2 separate regions of the Triticum aestivum genome follow, and region 2 is linked to region 1. A link is a contact called in public Hi-C data. All regions are on one chromosome and are shown on one strand. Each heading gives the region's core, a stretch centred on a gene start, on an enhancer-like site or on the middle of the called end of the contact. The rest is flanking DNA. Distances are from core to core; before and after follow the strand shown.

Evidence for each region. A called contact is a pair of places that touch in the nucleus more often than the background predicts.
Region 2: a Hi-C map of leaf shows a contact between it and region 1, with 3 times the contacts expected there. The contact joins the promoter of LOC123054208 here to the enhancer-like site in region 1. A contact is called at or near these places in 2 of 5 Hi-C or Micro-C datasets (both in leaf).

The regions. Positions count from the first base shown.
Region 1 is chr2D:524,412,532-524,419,185 of IWGSC CS RefSeq v2.1, reverse strand. No RefSeq gene overlaps it. Among protein-coding and RNA genes, the nearest start is that of LOC123054208, 260 kb to the left of the region's middle. Within about 2 kb of position 3,580, at least 2 of the 8 cell types and tissues checked have an H3K27ac peak or open chromatin away from gene starts, as enhancers often do. A contact at or near this core is called in leaf, where this site is marked.
Region 2 is chr2D:524,675,514-524,682,167 of IWGSC CS RefSeq v2.1, reverse strand. LOC123054208 (anthocyanin regulatory R-S protein) reads right to left here and starts at 2,652. Exons shown (of 9, transcript XM_044477926.1): 1 at 2,518-2,652; 2 at 1,995-2,165; 3 at 1,619-1,873; 4 at 1,381-1,477; 5 at 1,193-1,207; 6 at 1,048-1,104. The coding sequence starts at 2,143.

The sequences.
Region 1 (6,654 bases), core at 2,331-4,830:
AGGCACGGCCAGTCCTCCCTGGTCCACTCCGTCTGCGCCACCATCAAGCTCGCCGCCGCCCCCGACGAACCGCCAGCACCCGAGCCCGAGCTGCACGCCCTCGACGGCAGCCAGATGCGTGAGGCCATGGATCTGGAGCCACGGCCGCTCGGCGCGAAGCGTCTCCCACGCCCCGAGCTCGAAGCCACACCGCTCTGCTTCGCCGCAAAGGCCACGAAGTCTCCAATCGACGGCCCTGCAGGCACCGCGCACAGGCCCCGCTCCGGATCCAGCTCCCCGCCATCGTCCTCCTCCTCCGAGTCCTCTGCCGCCAGCGCCCAGAAGCGGTTGTGGCGGCCGCCGTCCCCCGCTGCAGGCGAGCCGGCGCGGCCCTCCCCGCCGCTCGCCCGGTGTTCGCTCGCGCAGCGCCGGACCACAGACCAGCCCGCCGGCCCCGCCGCGGATGGCTGCCACACCGCAGCAGGCGCGTCGCCCGTGCTGTCGCCCGCGTGGTCGCCTATCTTAGACATCCTCCGAGAATCTCCAAAATCCATATCCAGAATTCATCCCTTTTCCCGTGGTTGTTTGATATAAATTTTTGTCGCCGCTGCTACTTGTGTATAGTTTGTGATCTCAGTTTATGTGACATTGCGAGTTGGGAATCCACAAGAATTATTGTTTTTTCCTTTGTAAAACACACTGCAAACGTGAGAGGCGACTTGTAGCACACACATCCCGAGGCACGAATTATTTGTGGCTGCCCGTTTGTGTCGTTATTGGCAAAGTGGACTGATCCCTGCATGTGTTTAGGGCTTAATTACGGTAAAGAGGGTCCACACGTACATCTTTTGACAGAGTGCATGCCCCACTCACCCTCCCCTAGCCCCCTCCCATGCTTTTGTTTTTTACTTTTAAATTTGAATCTATTATATATTTTGTAGAGTCTACTTTATATTACGTTTGTATATTTGTTTTTCTTGTAATGAGTGCTTTGAAACAAGATTAACTTTGAATACATTTTGACAAAGTTTTAAAAACTTCATCAAATTTCAACTATTAAAACTTGATAGGAACGAAAATGATAAACTCGCCAAGTTTCAGAAGCTAAAGCTTAAACCATAAACCCTAAGTCATAACCCCTAAACCCTAAACCATAAAAGCAAATGATACTTTGTAAAAGTTGATGAAATTTCGTAAAAACTTAATATTATGACTACTAAGTTTTAATACCTGAAACTTTGTAAAATTAAAGTGTAGTCAAAATGTGTTTAAAATTGGTCTTGTTCGAAAGTACCCATTGCAACGAAATTTGAACTTTCAATTCAAACGACATATTAGATTCATATTTGAAGATAAAATTTAAAAAAGGTACTCCCTCCGTTCCACAATGTAGTGCGCCCGCGTTTTCCCGAGTCGTTGTCTGTCCTCGATATGAATTCAGTGATATAATTTTTGCTCCCGTCGCAATCGGTCTTGTTGGTTAAATTTACGGTCAAACTTAGATCACGGGAAGCGCGGGCGCATTACATTATGAAATCGAGGGAGTATTTAGGTGCGTGTGCCTACAAACGTACATGTTTATGTACACATAAATATACAATCACTTCTGTGAATACATGTACGCATACTCTCTTTCTATAGGCACACTTTTGATATAATAAGCCGACGCAACGGAGAATAAAAAGTTATATTATGGGTCTCAATCATCAAAAGAATAAACAAGGAGGGTGATAAATATTAAATAAACATGGCCTTTTTAGCATGTGCAATTTTGAACACAGTGCAATCAAATACGCTCACATACACTCACATGCATTCATCTCTATGAACGCACGCTCCCATACCTTATCCCGAGTATCTTTGAGAGACTGAGCCGGGCAATAACTTTTTTCAATGCTAATCTAAATCAGGTCCCGCAACTTTTTTCAATGCTCATTTAGCCTCCTCCCGAATATCGTTGGAGCTCCGTCCCTGGTCGTAATCATCTGTCGGCGTTGCCCTTAACAAAAAAAAATGTTGGCGCCGCATTGACAGGCAAGCCATTCAGTGGAAAAAAGTTTCGACGAGGTACATTGTGGTAATTTGGTCTAGTGGAATTTTCTTTGCATGTGAAGACGCACAGGTAACGGAGGCGGACAGTATCCGCGTATGGCAAAGTGTGAGCGAGCGGGCTCTGTTGAGATACGCGGTTAACAAAGTATGGCTAGGCAAGGCGGGGGCGACTCTCTGCAGATGGAATAAGATTCTTCCTGCCTTGTCCTCGTTCTGGTAGTGTTTCTAGCATTGTCAGAGGGCATGTGAAGGTTTATCTTCGGTGGATCTCGCCAGATTCAGTCGGCCTTTGTCTTCGATGGGTCCATGTGGATCTTGTCTTCGTTCGTCTATGTCCGTGTGTCTATAGGTTGGATCCTTCCGATCTACACTTGGCGGATGCTATTCTGGTGCGCTGGTCCTATGGGATCTCAGCACGACGACTTCTCGACTGTCTACTACAATAAGGTTTGCCCAGCTCCGATGAGGGATGGACGAAGACGGCGGCGCGCCTTCGGCTCGCTCCAGTTCTAGTAGCCGTCGCTAGGTGGTCTGCGGATCTAGACGTATTCGGCGCGCCTTTGACCGTTGATGAATAGATCGAGAGTTATTCACGCAAAAAAACAAAGTATGGCATGTTTTTTACACCTTGATTTGAACCAGACAACTGGTGGTTAGAGCTATAACGCGTGTCCCTGCTGATCGCCACTGATCTCCTTGTATCGATGGCACAGACGAGGACAAATTACACCAGTATCACGAGGCAAGAAAAGAAAACACAGCACGCGGGTACGTTGCGGTCATCTGCCGCCTCAGTCGGACGTCCGACATTAGCCTACACGTTTCGACCGTGTACCGGCTGGTTGCCAGCAGCAGTCGCATCGCCCGGCGCCGACTACGTGTCTGCCGTCCACTGGTTTTACTTTTACGCATGGCTATCTACCTTGAGTCAGGAAGAAAAGAGACGGGACAATGACCAGCAGCAATGCTGCGCGCTCAGGACGCACTCTAGTGAGCTACTCGTATTAGGTTCTTATATACGAGGGTTTCAATACGACACGCCCTACTGAGCTACTGGGTTGCTAGCGTGGGATCGAGCGTCCTTGGAGTGGACAGCAACGCGTCCTTGGAGTGCACCGAGCCATGCAAGCCGCGGTCGGAAGCCAAATCGGTTTCCTTCCTTCCACCTAGGATACCTAGGATAGGAGAGCTAAGCTACGTGATCGATCGATGAGAGACCCCGGGAGCGGCTACGTAGCCCGGCTTTGGATTGGTCACGGGTGAAGGTGACGGAGCCCCGTAGGCCGTAGCGAACCTCCCGTACGTGCCTTTTGTCCGCTACCGTGACCATCAGCGGGAATAGTCGTCGGAGGCAGATCGCCGACGACAGGTGGGATAGGCCGGCGAGGCCTTTTGGCAAGATCGAGACCTCGCGCCCTCGGAACGGCGAAGCCCCGCGGGATCCGCCACAGTAATTAATTGCGTTGATTCCTCCGCAGCGACGGCCGTCGCTACCGCCTCCGCCTAGCCTACCGGAGTTGCACCGGTCCACGTCGACCATGGCGTCATGCTGTGGACAGTGGTTTGTTCTCTGGCGCAGGCGCAGCGAATCCGGCGGTCCCGGCGAATCCGGTCGTTGTCTGTCCTCAGGGCAAGTTTCAATTCATGGGCCAATGGCGCGAATTTTATCTCCGATTTCCTGTCGGCCCGGCTAAAAGTTGATCCGCTGCTCACCGATTCGTGCTTCGGCTGGTGGATTTGTGGCCGCCTGGTGGGTTTTGTCTCTTGCGGCACTAGGCCTCCGCGGCTCCACATGATCGCTACGGAGGCCGGACGTACGCCATGGGGCTACTCTTCCCTTGGAAAGGAAAGGAGGGGCGTCATCGACCTGTATCTGCCTTGATCTTTTTTCCTCCTGATGAAACGTCACCTTTCAGATTCACTGCTGTGCCTCGGCGGGGTTCACTGAATTTGTCTTTGTAGCCGGAACATGCTTCAGCTAATTAAGCACAGTTGAGCAAGGCCTTTTTTCCATCACATGCTTTAGTAGTTTATTTAGTATTTGTTCGTTTTTAGCTGCCTCGCTTCAGTGTTCGCACCACCTTGGCAATGCACCTTCATAGCTTCATATGCTCAAATCCATGTCAATCGCCCTTTTCTTTTCTTTTTTGCAGGTGATGTCAATATAGCACTAGACAGAATTTGCTACCCGGTTATTGATCAGACCTGGTGCACTTGCTCTTCTTATCTTATGATTATATATATATATAGTCACCTTGTAGCCGCCGCCGCCGCCACCCCCTCCACCTTCGTCCCCCGCCGCCGCCTGAGGAAGTCACCGGGCTAAGCCTGCGCGGCAGACGGCGGCGGCGGGCCTTCATCTCAGGCGCGGCGGGTGGCGGCGCGGGCCTTTCATCCCCACGCGACGGGATCTCAGACTGCTGCAGATCGGCGGCCCTAGACGTCGAGGTGCACGTGGCGGACATGGACGCCGCGTCAGCGGCCCCGGTCTTCTTTGGTGACCTTGGCGACCGTTGTGGCCGCGAGGGTGGCACGGCGCTTGGTTTGGGGGACTCGGCGCGGCTAAGCCCCTCATCTCCGCATGGTGCGGGTGGTGATGGTGGTGTCCGCTCAGATCTCTGGCCTGCTGTTGGGAGCCAGCGGGCAATAGCGTGGGGGCCGTCGTTCTGCCTAATAAAGGCGGCGGACGTAGGGTTCCTCTCGCGCCAAGACGAAGATCTGCTTCATGCGTGTCCTCCTTGATCTGGCCGGAGTGTCATGTTCTGGAAGGCTCCGACGGCGAACTCCCTTGGGCGCCTCATACCTGGAGATTGCTAGATTGGAAGGGATTCGTTCATGCGTGCCCATGTTTTTTCCGACCGTTTGGTTTCTGAAGGGAGCGGCGCGAAGTTCTGCTATTTGTTGCCATCATGGGACATGTCTTTTTCGTTCCATGGTGAAGTCAGAGGCAGAGAATGTCATGGAAGCTTTGATCTAAGGACTGGTATTGGTGGTTGGAGCCTTTGCGGTGATGAGGAATTTGCTTGGTGTTTCCGGACTTGTCGGGAGGATGGCCCCCGAGCAGGCAGATGGTCCAGGTCCATGCCCGGGTACCAAGACATGATGAACCTCAGCGCCAAGTTTGTGCCCGCGCGAGCCGCAGAAAGTCATGGAGTCGTTGCACGTCGGCCTCCAGCCAACGAGCCAGCCACGTGACGCTGTTGGCGCCACCGCCTCCGGGCAAAGGGCGTGCGTCATGCCCAACCCGGCCGAGAACAGCCTCTTCATCTGCTTGTCGATCTCGTTCAGGCGGGCCTCGGCAGCAAGGATGATCTCCGTAAAGGACCAAGTGGCGAACCGGTCGAAATCGACGCCCGCGTCCTCCTGGGCGATCCGGTGGAGGCGCACCATCTTCCCCGCCGTCTCCTGTGTCTTCGGAGAAGATCCTTGCAAAAGTGAAGAAATAAGTCAATTAGCAAGGCAAAGGGTCTGCCAGCTCGCAAGCCGGCGGGTCAATCGAAGAAACACTCACGAGTGAGAAGCTCGTCGAGATGTTGCGCTTCGCACATCATCCCGTTCTCCTGCACGGCCCATGCGCGGTTACGGGCCTCGAGCTCCTTCTCAAACCCGGCGCCCTTCTCGACGGCCACCTTCAGCTCGGCGTCCTTCGTGGCGGCCGCCTTCCCATGATCATCTGCCAGCTGGATCAACTCCGCCTGGTGGGCCTCCGACGCCTTGACGGCCTCCGCATTCGGCCGCTCCACCTCGGCCCGAAGCTGGTTGTTGTTAGCGGTGGCTTGGTCGCGCTGCTGGTCGGCTTCGGCCAGCCAGGTTCGTAGATCCGGCATCTCGGCCACGGCGGCTACGCGGCGGAACCACAAGTGAGAAGCCCGAAAGAAGAAAAAGACAACAACGCCTTAAGATTCGACCCGGCTGCTCCATAGTCGGCCCGAGTCTCGGGGGCTACACCCAGTGGGTGCGCTGACGCGTCCCCACTGGAAGCACGCGAGCCATACCTTGGGCTTGGCGAAGTGCCTCCTCCTTGGCGGCGAGCTGCGCCGTGGCGGTCCGGTATTTCTCCAGAAGCCGGTTGTGCGCGCAACCCGCATACCATCCACATGCTACGGAGGAACAAGTATCAGCAGAAAGCACAAGCGCATATAAGACATGACCCGGCTGCTCTGCAGCCTGCCCGGGCCTTGGGGGCTACACCCAGGGGTGCATTGGCGCACCCCCACTGATCGGCCGCAAAACAAGCCAAAGGAAAGACTTTAACGCAACGGCGCGCTCCAGGTCCCGCGTCCACTCCATCTTGCTTTGGACAAAGGCCTGCAGATGGCTCTCGCGCACCCAGAGCTTCTGGCGCACAGCGTCTGTGGCTGCATCCTCCTGGGCGCACGGCCCAACCACGACTTCGCCGGCGCCCGCCCAAGGTTGCTGCGACCCGGTGGCAAGGCCACTTCCCGATGATCACTCCATGTTCACGGTGGCCTCTGGCGGCACGACCACGACGGAGCTGCTACCTCCTTTCGGCTCCTCCACGGCCATCATCGATCCCGGCGTGCTGGCCGGCGTCGCCTACACCACATCGGTCGAGGGGCATCCTCCCCGCGACCTCCTCCCCAGGCCTCGTTCCCACTTGTC
Region 2 (6,654 bases), core at 1,403-3,902, 260 kb before region 1:
ACGACACCATCGATCGCCGCATGCCTCCTATGTTACAAGACCTAGCCAAGTGACCACTGGAGTGGTGTATGATTTCGCCCTTTGTGTTCCTCACCATAAGAAAATGGAGTCTTGCTGACAGCAACAAGAGGAGTGACGGACTAGGAGGGTGGTGGTGGCCGATAGGTTTGTGCAATTTGAACCACCCTAGGAGAGTTTAGCGGAGGCATCAAAAGAGATAGTTGCGTGTGTGTGTGTGTGTGTGTGTGTGTGTGTGTGTGTGTGTGTGTGTGGGTGGGGGGGGGGGGGTGCAAACTTGTGCAACAGACTTAAGTGCATCATTTAGAGCTCAAGGCTCTACTCAGCCCTGAAACTTTGAAAAAAACAAAATAACACTTACATGTTTCAAAAGAATCATGAACATAAATCTACACGTAAATATAGATCTCTTGTACATATGTGTAACGTTTGATTAAAAGAGATATTGTAGCATGCATGTGAGCTACACAAAAGACAGATGTCTGGATCTGGAAATACTAGATCTACGCATGCATGTGAGTATTTGTCCTTATTGTCTAGCCATATATGGAAAGATGTACTCCCTCTGTAAATTAATATAAGAGTGTTTAAATCATTAAAATAGTGATCTAAACACTCTTATAATAGTTTACAGAGGGAGTAGCATGCAAAGAAAATATATAGATACATATATCTAACACATTTTGCATTTCAATCTTACTAAATCTCAGTCGACTAAGACTTGTATGTCTCAGTCGATTCTATATTCGTGAGATCTTATAGAGATATGTGTAAATTTTTCTTTTTATTTTTTTTCCTTTTTCTTTCTTGTACTATGTTATGTTACTTGACTGGGAGCTAGTCACACCCTTTGCATTTTTAAACAAAGAGACTCTATGTAGTACGGCCGGGTTCACTTTCCAGTTTTTTGGGGTAGTTTGTTTGTCTTAGCTCGTGCCTAGAGGAGAGAACCACACACAGTTTGTACAAGTAGATTATGGAAATATGTTAAAAGGAGAACATCATGTGGTTGATGGGACAAAAACTCACGGTATTTGTTGTCCCGAGCTCAAGCACACCACTCATCAATGGAATGCAGGCGACTGTCTGAAAAAATGTTACCAAAGACACGTGCAGTCGGGGTCAGAAACCTGCACGGTAAGCACAGGTGATAAGGTGCATGACGTGCGCTAACCTGGATAGACGCCGTCTGGGTGAACCGGCAGAGGTAGCATGGGCGCATACATAGTAGACATCATGATATTAATTAGTTAACAATAGGCAAAGATATATAGGAGTACATATATAGATCGGGTGCAGATTAATCAGATAGTACCCCGTATTAGAGAGTGAGCTAACAGCTCGATTAACCGTAGTAGGTACCTTTGCTAAGAGCGCGCGCTGGAAGGTTTTGGTGTCTGCGCACTGAGCATTGCACAGCCAAACATGCTCGTTGCTCGCAAAGCTTCTGCCTGGCAACCTGACCAAACAATAAACACATCAGTCTTCACTCTTCAGTAAATTAGCACCACATCTAATATATCTTACCAAGAAAAAGTTACTAGCTCTTTCCTCTTGTGGATTGGTAATGGATTAGAAGAGTTGTTCTGGAGGTACATACCCTTGGCCAAGGCGGAAGGCGTAGCTCATGCAGACCGTGTAGTACCATTCGGCGTCGCCGAGGTCCTCCGGCGACAGCGCGGCCGCGGGACGCCTCGCCCGGTGGTCACACTGGCCGGACAGAAGAGACTCGTAGAGCTCCCGCAGCTGCTCGCTCCTCTGCAGGACGAGCTGGTCGGCGGTGAGGTCCGCCGAGCTTGTGACCTTCCTCGTCTTTATCTCGCCGTTGTAGAACCCGTCCTTCCACGTCAGAACCCTACGGAACAAAATCGTAAGAGGAAAGAAAACGGCTTGCTTCTGACAAATTGAAAAGTATTGCAGCTAGTTGGAGTGGTTGCTTCAATCGGATGTACTCTTCGTCTATAAATTATTATTACCCTGGACGGCTGGTTGAAATGGACCAGAATATTGCGTAGCTCCAGTTGATGCTCCTCACAGCGGCAGCGAGCTGGTTGCTGAGTTGCTTCCCGGCCGGCGGCGGTAGGGTGGGTTCTTCCTGGCTCGGATGAACTACCGGCAGCGCCATTACCACGCAATTTCCTTCCTTGCTACATATTCATGCAAACGAGGTGAAGTTAGAGCAAGCAAGGAGGCAAAAATAAACAAATCAATGGAGCTATAGCTTCATTTCTTGTATATATAGTAGCTAATTTAGTCCATGCAAGCTGAAATCTCTTTGCTCTGTTGCACCGATGCAAATTAAGAAACTTGGCGGCAGATTTCTCAACCAAGATCACAAAGAACATACTAGATCGAAAGCTAGAACAAACTAAGGAAGTAAGAGTCTAAGAGATATTTAAGCTAGGTAGCTAGCCATGAGTGGAGGAGAAACTTCCAACTAAATTAAAGGCGGTTAAAGGTTTACTTGAGCTATGGAGACCAAGAAGCTCAGAGGCCAACCTGTCGTCCGGGGAGGAAGATGGAGCCGCTATATATGCAATGCACCAAGAATCCAGGGCATAATATAGATCTGTCCTTGCAGCGCAGACGTGGAACGAGTGACTGCGACGTTCAACAGCAAAGTACTGTTCGGACACTACTGTACTGCGCCAACATACAATTAGGCCCATCACTTTCTAGCTAGTGTAGTAGTACAATGCATGCTTGCTTGGTTTTCTGACTGCTAGTAAAAATGGAGTGAGATGCACGCAGTCCTCACCGATCTCTGTTTCCGTTTGACAGTGAAGTGAGCGGGGCGCGCAAGTCAGTTGTAGGGCCAATAGGCACTGAATATTCGACGTCTCGACGACGCCTGAGGAAACACGGTGAGCATCACTGCCGATGCAATTATAGTGTCACCAGGAGTAGTGCAGAGACGTTCTACCAAGAGAACTATACTTAATCTAGTAAATTAGAGTGTAACTGCGAAAGTCTTGTACGTGTGTTCCAGCACCTCCATTAATTTGCACCCCACCGAGGAATCTACCATCGGCATCAACAGGATAATGCATCTATCTATGGAAGAAAATTACCAACTGGATTTACAGGTGTGGTCGTTCGCTCGCAGTGTGAAAATTACGAGGAGGTTAGTGGGGATTGGGGCATGACATGTAGGTCCATAATGCAATAAGAAAGCATGTTTTTAAAGTTGTGTGTGTATGTGTATTTCAATTTTCACCAAGGTAGCTAACGCATAATCCACTTGATATATAAGGCTCCTTGTCCTTGTGGCCATACATACAAGACATGTACTTAGGGCAGCCCCAACGCGGATCACCAGTTGTCGGGGAAACGACACCTATGGGATCACTGGATTCCCTACTACGGTTGGCGGGGCGCGGGTTCGTGAGAAGAGCAGGTCTAACAGAAAGCACACGGATCATTTACCCAAGTTCGGGCCGCGAGGATGCGAATACCCTAGTCCTGCTTTGGTGGATGTATTGAGTGTTCTTGTGTTCTTGCTAGCTACGGGGTGTAACCTGCCCAAAAGAGTCGAATCCCCCTCCAGTATGCCATGAGCCTCCTTTTATAGTCGAAAAGGGGCTGCCACAGTGGCACACAGGAGGTGGAAAAATCTACAGTGTTGCGAGCTTATCGCCCGTATTACAGGACAAGACACATTTAATGCATTGCTTAGGTGTCCCTTAGCTTTATCGGGGATGGGAACGAGGCCCATTCCGTCCGTTGCCGCCTCGCCTTGCTTCGACACACGCCCAGGCCAGCGATGCATGCGGCGCCATGTAGGCTGGCAGGCAGCTGAGGTGGCGCGGTGGTGGAGCCTTCATGAAGATCTGCATGCCACCACGCAGGCGCTTGCTGAGTTGGCGTAGAGGCCGCCCGTCGCCATGCAGGTGCCTGCCCAGCTGGTTGAGCTAGCAGCTGCTTGGGGACGGCGATGGGGTCTTGGCTGGTGCGGGTCTGGCAGTGGCCCCGCTGATGTCCTCGGCAAGGGTCTTGCCGGGCGGTCTTGCCGTGGCGCCGCAGTCATCCCTGGCAAGGCGCTTGCTAGGGGTCTTGTGGATTCCCTCGGCTGGGATCCCACCGAGGGTCGCCGTCTTCTGGTCCTCATCTGATCTCACATGTTTATGATCTTGACAAAGATCTGCATGCCACCACAATGGTGCCTCCCGAGCCTTGGTTCCAGCGTAGTTGGTTGGGTTGGAACCCGTGGGCTCAAGGGTGGCTCGCTCTGTTGGTGTTGGGCAAGTTGCCCCGGCAAGGCTCTTGCCGGGGCTGCGGAGGCCGCCCCGGCAAGGGCCTTGCCGGGGTGGGGGGGGTCCCACTTCGCCCTCTTTCTGGTCTTGGCGTTGCCTTGTTTGTCTTGGGCTTCGGCTTCTCTTCGGCTCCCTCCCTTGCCCTGCTAAGTGCGGCCGTGGCGCGTGACTTCGACTGCCCGTGCACAAGTAAAGGGGTACAAAGGAGTGCCCCTACTTTTGTACACCGACAGGAGCCCCCCTGGGCCACACATAAGCGCGACACGTTGTTGGGCCAGGCCCAGAACGGTGCGCGGGCGGGTGGGGCGAATTTTTACCGCAGTAACTGTTCCGTCCACTGCGCTTCCCCACGACCTGCGTTGAACGCGCGACGTGGAGGGGCGTGCGTGACGTGGGGGTCATGCGCGATGCGGTTCCCGCACGCATGCGTCACGTCGCAGTTAATGGGAAGGGAGGCGGCCCGCGCCTTCCCCGTAAAAAGGGATAACCGCGAGCGCGCTGCTCACTTTATCCCCCTTCCTGCGTCTTCTCCAATCTCAGAGCCGCCGCCTCCCCCTTCGTCCTCTTTCTCGAGCTTTCCGCCTTTGCTCGTAGTTGCCGCATCTTTGCTGTACTCCGTACCTCGCCCCTCGTAGTCGCCATGGTCCCCAAATCCACCAAGGGCAAGGGAGTGGCCAAGGATGCCGGAGCGACGGAGCCGCCGGAGAGTGCGTTGGCGGCGCAGCGGATTCATCTCGCCAACTTCCCCTGGACGATCGATGTGTTCGAGCTCCGGGACTGCTTCAAGCCCCTATGGGGGTGCAAGACGGGGGGAGAGACGACGGGGCATCCAGCCACGCGCGTCATCCCCACCAATTGCGCCGAGGCCGCCCCAAATCAGTATCCATTCTTTGTCGATTACTTCTCTTGCGGCCTCTGCCCCCCTTCTCGGATTTCTTCAATGACATCATGCACACCTACGGCTTCCACGTTTTGGATTTTACTCCAAATGCCGTGGCGTGCATGGCTCTCTTTGCGCACCTCTGCGAGGGTTTCACCGGGGTGCATCCCAACACGGCGCTCTTCCGTCACTACTTCTTCCCTCGGATCCAACCGGGGGGCACCATTTCCGGTTGCGTCACCTGGATCCCACGGTCCAAGGGGGCATACCCGGAGGGCGCTCAGAAGGAGAGGTGGGAAGAATGGCGGGGCCGGTGGTGCTGGATCGAGGAGGATGATCCACAAGATTTCTGCCGGGTTCGCCAGGAGCCGCCGGTTCGGCGGAACGACTGGAGTGATGTTGATGCCGACGATGCGAAGCTTACGGTCGCCACCACCAGGATTCTTTGCCTCACCGAGGCCGGGCTCACCCTTGAGATGATCGGGGCGGATTTCATCCGCTGCCGAATCGCTCCGCTGCACAACAAGGGGAGGCCGGCCTGGCTTTTCACGAACGCCGCCGACATCATGAGGCTCCGTCCCGGCCTCGACCACAACCTCACGGTGATGAGGCACGCCCATCTCTGCCAACGGCTCTTCCAGCTCGGCGTGAACCGCGATGGCGAGGTCGAGCGGTCCGGCAAGGCCGCGAGGGCCGCCGCGAAGGCCGGCAAGGTCGCCAAGGGGCCCTTGTTTAAGTTGCCGGCGGGAGTGGTCCCGCTGAGCAACAACTCTCGCCGGACCGACATCATCGCCATGATGCCGGACTTCAACGTGCATGGTCTCGACCCGAGCTGGTGTCGAGCCGGAGGAAATTCAAGTGCAGGAGTTCTTCGACACCTTGCATGAGGGGTACGTCACCGCCGAGCCGCGACTCGTCCAGGACACCACCCAGGCGGAGCTGGACAACATCGCCGCCAGGGCGATGGAGGCGGAGCTCGCCAAGGAGGCCGGCAGCGCCGGCGGTGTGGAGGACAAGGCCACGGCGGAAGCATAGGAGAAGGAGCTCGCCCAGTGGGCGGAGGCCACTGGGGAGGCCAGCAGCGCCGACACCGGGGTTCCTCTCGTCGAAGATGTGGTCGACGAGTCGTCGTCCGAGGAGGCCGAGGCTATCGACCCTCCGGCCACGGGGAGAGGGCGAGTCCTGCGGTGGGCCACCTCTAGCGAGCCGGTCCGACCCGGCAGGGCCGTACAACCGCGGCAAGCCCAGGAGGGGTCCGGGCGCCAGACAAGGGCCGCGGCGGCGAAGAAGTCGGTGAAGGCCGCGGTGGCGAAGAAGGGGGCGACCGCCTCTTCTTCGTCCAAACGCCCTCGGACTCCATCAGCTTCCCCTCCTCCGGCAGACTACGACGCAGGGGTCACCTTCGACTTCGGGTCCCTCAGCCCAAGGAGGAAGAGGAAAGCAGCAGAGGAGGAGGTGGAGGACGAGTAAGTATTGTTCCTTTCTATCTTCTCCACCCCCCTC